Linked DNA regions of Danio rerio: region 2 is linked to region 1. The links are chromatin contacts, called in public Micro-C maps. All regions are on one chromosome and are shown on one strand. The core of a region is the stretch at or near the end of the contact, and the rest is flanking DNA. Distances in the headings are between cores, read along the strand shown. Region 1 holds the start of asb13a.1 (ankyrin repeat and SOCS box containing 13a, tandem duplicate 1). Region 2 holds the start of cry1a (cryptochrome circadian regulator 1a).

The links. Hi-C and Micro-C count contacts between places; a contact is called where the count stands out from the background.
Region 2: a contact with region 1 is called in a Micro-C map of caudal fin, with 5 times the contacts expected there. The contact joins the promoter of cry1a here to the promoter of asb13a.1 in region 1. A contact is called at or near these places in 2 of 18 Hi-C or Micro-C datasets (caudal fin and hematopoietic stem cells).

What each region holds. Positions count from the first base shown.
Region 1 is chr4:12,048,199-12,051,810 of GRCz12tu, forward strand. asb13a.1 (ankyrin repeat and SOCS box containing 13a, tandem duplicate 1) reads left to right here and starts at 2,197. Exons shown (of 6, transcript NM_001002528.1): 1 at 2,197-2,318; 2 at 2,451-2,638; 3 at 2,965-3,121; 4 at 3,197-3,331. The coding sequence starts at 2,276. gdi2 (GDP dissociation inhibitor 2) reads left to right here. Exons shown (of 11, transcript NM_199655.1): 11 at 1-83.
Region 2 is chr4:12,584,614-12,587,977 of GRCz12tu, forward strand. cry1a (cryptochrome circadian regulator 1a) reads left to right here and starts at 1,623. Exons shown (of 14, transcript NM_001077297.2): 1 at 1,623-2,474. The coding sequence starts at 2,317. It also overlaps a transcript of btbd11a not described here.

The DNA of each region.
Region 1 (3,612 bases), core at 947-3,446:
TTTTAAAAAACACATGCTGAACGGATGGGGCTCAAATGATTTCTGTACTGCGAAGTAAAAAAAAAATGTTAACTTGTGGAAAACTGACTTTGTGTTTTCATTATTTTTTTTTTTTCATTATTTACCAGTGGTGGAAATAGTACTGGCAAATCATACTCAAGTAAAAGCATTACTTGCCTAGAAATGTAGAGTAAAAGTATCTGTTGTAAATATTACTCAAAGTATGAGTAAAAAGACCTTTTAAAAGCACTCAAGAGTAGTGAGGAATAAGGATTACCCTGTAATTGGTTAATTGTAACAGGTTGAAGGAAAGTAGTGGAGTAAAAATACAGATACAGCACTAAAAATGAACTCAAGGGAAAGTAAAAGTGCACATTTATAAAACTACGTGAATTACAATTTCTGAGAAACACTACTCGATTACGGTAATTTGAGTATTTGTAATTGGTTACTTTACAACACTGTTATTTACCAAATATATTATGCTATTTTATACTTCGGAACCTGCTTATTTACATTATTATTTTTAAAGAACACATGACAGTCAACATTTCAACTGAACTTTTCAATTTCCAGCATGATTAAATATGCTTTAACTTTGTATTAAGTGCATAAGAAAGTGTATTACACTTTATAGGGTTCACACAGTTTTTGAAAGTACTTGAATCTCAGACATGAATTCAAGGCCTGGAAAGTACTTAAAAGCAAATATGGGTCCTTGAAAGTGCTTGAATTTAAAAGTTTATGGTGTTATTTCAACTATTGTACTGTGCTGCTTTCAAAAACTGAACAAAAATCTATCAAATTTTAAATCTTATACACAAACTATGATAATTAATGCATTGTATCAATACTCCAGAATTCGCATTTGAATATAAACCAGTATTGATTCAACTAAGTGTATTATAGTTTTTTGGTTATCACTTCAAAATGGTACACATTCAAAACATCATCATGACATTTTAATTTAAATATTAATTGTAAGGTGTATATATAAATAAATTTTCACAGCTTGTCTGATAATATTTTTTCTTCTGGAGAAAGTCTTATTTGTTTTGTTTCGGCTCGAATAAAAGCAGTTTTTAATTTTTTAAACACCGTTTTAAGGTCGAAATTATTAGCCTCTTTAAGCTATATATTTTTTGGATTGTCTACAGATCAAACCATTGGTATACAGTAACTTGCTTAATTACCCTAACCTGCCTAGTTAACCTAATTAACCTAGTTAGGCCTTTAAATGTCACTTTAAGCTGTAGTGTCTTAAATATCTAGTCAAATATTATTTACTGTCATCATGGCAGATAAAATAAATAAGTTATTAGAAATGAGTTAGAAACTATTATGTTTAGATATATATTGAAGAAATCTGGTATCCGTTAAACAGAAATTGGGGGAATAAATAAACGGGGGCGAATAATTCAGGAGGGCTAATAATTCTGACTTCAACTGTATATAGCCATGAATTTTGAAGTGAATCAAAACCTTGCATTAAAGTCCTAAAACTATTGAACAACACCCATTCTTGTCTTTTTGACCTTTTTTTGTCGAGTCTTCCTAAACAATCACATTTTATCTTTACTAAAGCTAAAAATTCTTAAATCTTATGCACAAATGCTTAAAATTCACTAAAACATTAGTCACAGGTTTTCAAAATCATTCTCTCTTCTAGCATCAAACTTTGCATGTGTTCTGAAAGGTGTTTTCTGCTTAATTATAATCAATCCACATGCTTTAGATTTGTACAATGTGATGTTGATGCTTAGACAATGTTGTTCAGACCTAAATGGGACCAAATTTCCTTTTTATGGATTTTTTGGTGAGTCCAATGAGGTACAGAAATGAAATCAGAAGTAAAATACCACTCTATAAAGTAGTCAACAAACCTTTCATTAAAGTTTTCCTAAACCTATTGAACAACACCTTTTGACCTTTTTTGATCCACTTTAAATGTTGACTACTGTATGTTGTGGTGTGAATTACAAAGGTGCTCGATTTCAAATTATTATTGGTTTTAAAAAGTCCTTGAATTTGGTGTTGAAAGAGTTGGAACACTGGTATAAGTAATGTTTTGATGAATGCATTATATGCTGGTATTGTGGAGGAACTACGTCTCCCATAATCCCTTCCGTGTTTGCCGTATTCAGTCTGAAATGTCGCAAATCATAACACCACACAAGCGTCTTCTTTAAATATATCATATTTACCTTGTCAGCAGCATGGTGTTTGCTTATTGTGCGAGTGATGTATTTTAAATTTCACTTAAAAGTATTAAATTATGGAACTGACCTCTGCCAGATCAACATATTATGGTGACATCGGTGAGTATTTATTCTATAACATTGCTTCTGGTGCACAACACACTCATGCCCAGTGCTTAACATTGCTATGCAATAGATTGTGAAATTATGATCGCCATAACAGTTATAAATTACCATAAGCTGTGTGTTTAGGTCACTGGGCAGACCGTACGCCGGTACATGAGGCTGCGTCTCTGGGTCGCGCTCTGCAGTTACAGCAGCTGATAGCAGCAGGAGCATCAGTTAATATCGTGTCTGTGGATAACTTCACACCTCTGCATGATGCCTGCATCCAAGCCCATCCCAACTGCGTTAAAATACTGCTGGAGGCTGGAGCTCAGGTGCGTTTCCAGTCCAGAACAACTGCTCCATAACCCTTCTGGAAATATTTTATCCAGATTACCCTTAGAATAATGAAGCCCTTTAAGCTAAATGAGACAATGTCTTGCGTTAATGGAACATCTGCTTGGACCAGTTCGAGACTTAGTTTCCAAATTTCACTTGGAATTTGAGCATTTGTTTGAATGCATACAAAAACCTATAGCATTTTTAAAATTCATAAATATATTCCACAAATTCTAAGTCTTCTTTATTGTGGCAGATACATTTAGAGTAATAAAAATGAGCTTTATATAATAATAAAAGACTGTATAATTTGTGTGCGCAGGTGGATGTGCGCACCATCCATGGCAGTACTCCTCTGTGCCACGCTTGTGCTGCTGGCAGTATAGAAAGTGTAAAGCTGCTGGTGGATCACGGAGCATCGGTCAACCCTTCCCTGACCGCCCTCACAGCTTCCCCCCTTCATGAGGCCTGCATACGAGGTGAAACATGCAAGGTTTGTATCAACACTGTTTTTATACTTTATTTATTTTCATCAAGAGTGCATCTCTGTGCAGGAAACCCAGACTGTGTGAAGCTGATGATAGCAAAGGGAGCGCTGCTGGAGGCCTTTGACATTTACTTTGGGACACCCTTACATGCTGCCTGTGCTAAAGCTCACTTTGACTGTGCCCTGTTGCTGCTCAATGCAGGTGAGATATTTTGTTTTTGTAAGAACAAACCATTTGTTTTGTTGCTCTATTATTACACTACCTGACAAAAGCCCAGTTGTAAGAGCAACAAATAATAGCTTGACTTCTAGTTGATCATTTGGAAAAGTGGCAGAAGGTAGATTTTTCAGATTTACCATCTGTTGAACTGTATCCCAATCTTCACAAATACTGCAGAAGAAATTCTTCAGCAGGATAGCGCTCCTTCTCATACAACAGCCTCCACATCAAAGTTCCTGAAAGAAAAGATGGTCAAGGTGCTC
Region 2 (3,364 bases), core at 373-2,872, 540 kb after region 1:
CATCAACAGTTTAAACTAATGGCTCTTAATGCATCATGCTTTCACCTTTTCTAAAAAATTATATGAATCCTTTAGTTGCCTGCATTGTGACTTTTTTCCAGAAAAATGGTGGAGAGTTTTACTGGATACATCAGGACAATCAAGGGGCTCACAGATACATCAACTATAAAACAAAGTCATAGATCATTCAGGTAACAACATACAATACAAGGGCAAACCTTTGAACAAGGTCACCCTTAGAAATGTAATAAAAGGAAATTGTTAGGAAATTGGTGGTGTGGTTACAGATGTTCCATACACTTACTATAGTAGTTACAATGAATTATGCATAACTACATGTTATTAACCCTAAAGCTAATCCACATTCTAACCCCAACCATATAGTAAGTACATAACTTATTAATATTACTCAGAAGTTAAATGAATAGTTGCACTGTAACTACATCACCTTAAAATAAAGTGTCATTTTTTATATGACACATCTTTTATGCAAAATACATTATTTATACTGTAAGAAATGACAAAATGTATTTATGATTATTTAAATTATTACTTTAAGTTAATCAGGTTCCACGAAGTTTAAGTGAATATTTTAAGTGTGTTTGACTGATGTAGGTTGAGATGACTTAAAAAGTTAATTTGATTCAACTAAAAAATGTAGGCAGCAACATTCGTAGTGTAATGCAGAACTAAATAAAAGATTACCTGATATTATGTTCAAATCATTAATGCAGTTTTACTTTAACATTTTACAGTACATGCACTTAGCATGTGTGCATAGTGTACTAAGAAAGTACTAGCTTATATAAGGTAACTACACAGGTTAAGGTTGAGTTCAGGGGTATGATTTAGGGATAGTGCATAGCCAGTTCATGTAATGACTATAAACAGCGCATACTATGTGAAAGAGTATTGTAAAATAAAGGGCTAACATGACTATTTTGCCTCTTCTGCAAGGAGTGTGTGAGCATCTGAGCAGAAATGTATGCACACATTTATAAAATCAAATAGCATGAGTGATGTTTAAACATCATGACCTGTAGAAATGCAGGGAATATAACTAAAACTGACCACAGACTGATGCAGTGCATTAAAAGACAGCCAAAAGCACCAAAACTTCTTGGAAAGGAATACTTTTTTGTACATAACATGACTCAACAGTGCCATCCTGCTGCAGGAAATAAAAACCGCGCACTGACACGAGCCTGATCATGTCACTTCTCATGTGCCCATCCGGGTACTGCAGCTCCAACCTATCAGCTTTGAGAACAGCACACTACAGTCCTTAACCGTCTTCATGTGCTACCAATTCATAAAACGAAGCCTTGCTGTTTTTCCATATGCAAACATCAAGTAGTTCCTATGCACCCTATAATATTTCTAGTAATATATTTTTCATAAACACTAAAGTTTTAGCTTTGTAATTACATGCGTAATTACATGCATAATAACACAGAATAGATAAAGACTAATGTTTATACTAAATACGCAGTTAAATGCATTTATACTTGGTGTTTTAAGTTATCACACCAAAGAAACGTGACTGAGAATCAACAGCGTCACTCTGGGGCTTGACCAATCAGAGCGCGCTGCTCCGTGTGCGCAATCATCAAGGTGGAGTCAAGTTGACCGACTGGATTGCATGGCTGAAAGTGTATGGAACCTGCGCTTCTGGAAAAATATTTACAAGTGGACATAACATTGAAGGAAAACAAACAAGACACGCTGAATACTTCGTATGAGGCTTCTCTTCGTGCGGGATATTGGTTTATTTTGCGACAGCTGCCTGTAAAAGCTCATACGAGAGGTTTGAGCCAATATTAATATTTACATAATCGTGCTCATTCGGGCTCGCGCATCGTATAGACTTCAGCTGTAAGTCTACGCATTGACATTTTACGCATAACTCAAATCACAACTTTCTCTACATGCGAGATATAGTATATATACCGTGTTTTTCATTATTTTAAGTTATTCGGAAAAAACAAGTTATACAACAGGGAGGCGTACTTTGCGTTGCGCCTTGGTCCTAAAGCCGGTCGCGTATTCGTCTGTTGCGCGGGTATCCAGCGCGTGCCCCAATGCTTCATCTGAGGTCGTGTTCCAAATTATTAGACGTAATGATGGAAAGTGTTTTGTTGGAGCAAGGCTAACTATTTTCTCTCTCTCATTAAATCCAGAATAATTTGAACGTGCATATATAGTGATTTTGTAAGATTATTTGTCGTTTTTGTTTACGCATTTGAGAGCAGTTTCTTTTTTGGAGAGTGTTGTAGAATAACCCTTGCATACTAAAAGCTGGACTTTAGTGGAGTAATGGTGGTCAATACAGTCCACTGGTTCAGGAAGGGCTTGCGGCTCCACGACAATCCTTCACTCAGAGACTCTATTCTGGGAGCGCACAGTGTCCGCTGTGTGTACATCCTCGACCCCTGGTTCGCAGGATCCTCCAACGTCGGGATCAGCAGGTGGAGGTAAGGGATCGGATGACAAATATTTTGTATTTGCATTGAATGCATTGCAAGATCCGTTCTTGTCTAATTTATTATAATCAAAAATATTCACTTTTGATTTAGTCTATTGTACTCTTATCGTATAGTGCCATTCATTTTTGTTTCTATGGAGTGCTATTATTATTATTATAATTTTAAACCTCATAATGAATTTGAAATCTGTGTACTCTTTCACCCTCCGGATCTATTTTACCAAGGTTTTACTGCATTTGCCACTATTTATTGAAAATTGTAAAATATTGAGAAAAGCATTGAAATTTCAAATTGTGCATGAACCAGATAGATAGATAGATAGATAGATAGATAGATAGATAGATAGATAGATAGATAGATAGATAGATAGATAGATAGATAGATAGATAGATATGAAATTGGAATATATTGTTGTATAGAATATATTGTTTTATGAAATGCATATGTAAAACATATAATCTGAAAATTGCATGTACTTATGGTATGATAGTAATCTTAAAACTGTCCTAAAAAAGTAAACAAACTTAACTTTTTTTTTGCATAAACTATTTGCATGCAAACTATTGCATTACTATTTTTAAAAAATAAAGAAAGAAAAAACTTTTTAATTTGCAGTGGTTCACCAACAGGTGTATGTATGGTAGTCATTAGTCAACATTTATATTTGACATTTTTCCACATCGCCTAAGACAAGAATGGATGTTGTTCAATAGTTTAAGGATAACTTTGAAAAAACTGTTTTGATTCGCCAAATATTGATTACGGCTTGTCAAAATAATGCAGTCCCAAAGGTGTGAGATATGGAGAAAAGACTAAATATTTTACAAGTTTATATACACCGATATAATAAATAATTTAATAGTATTGATAACTAAAAG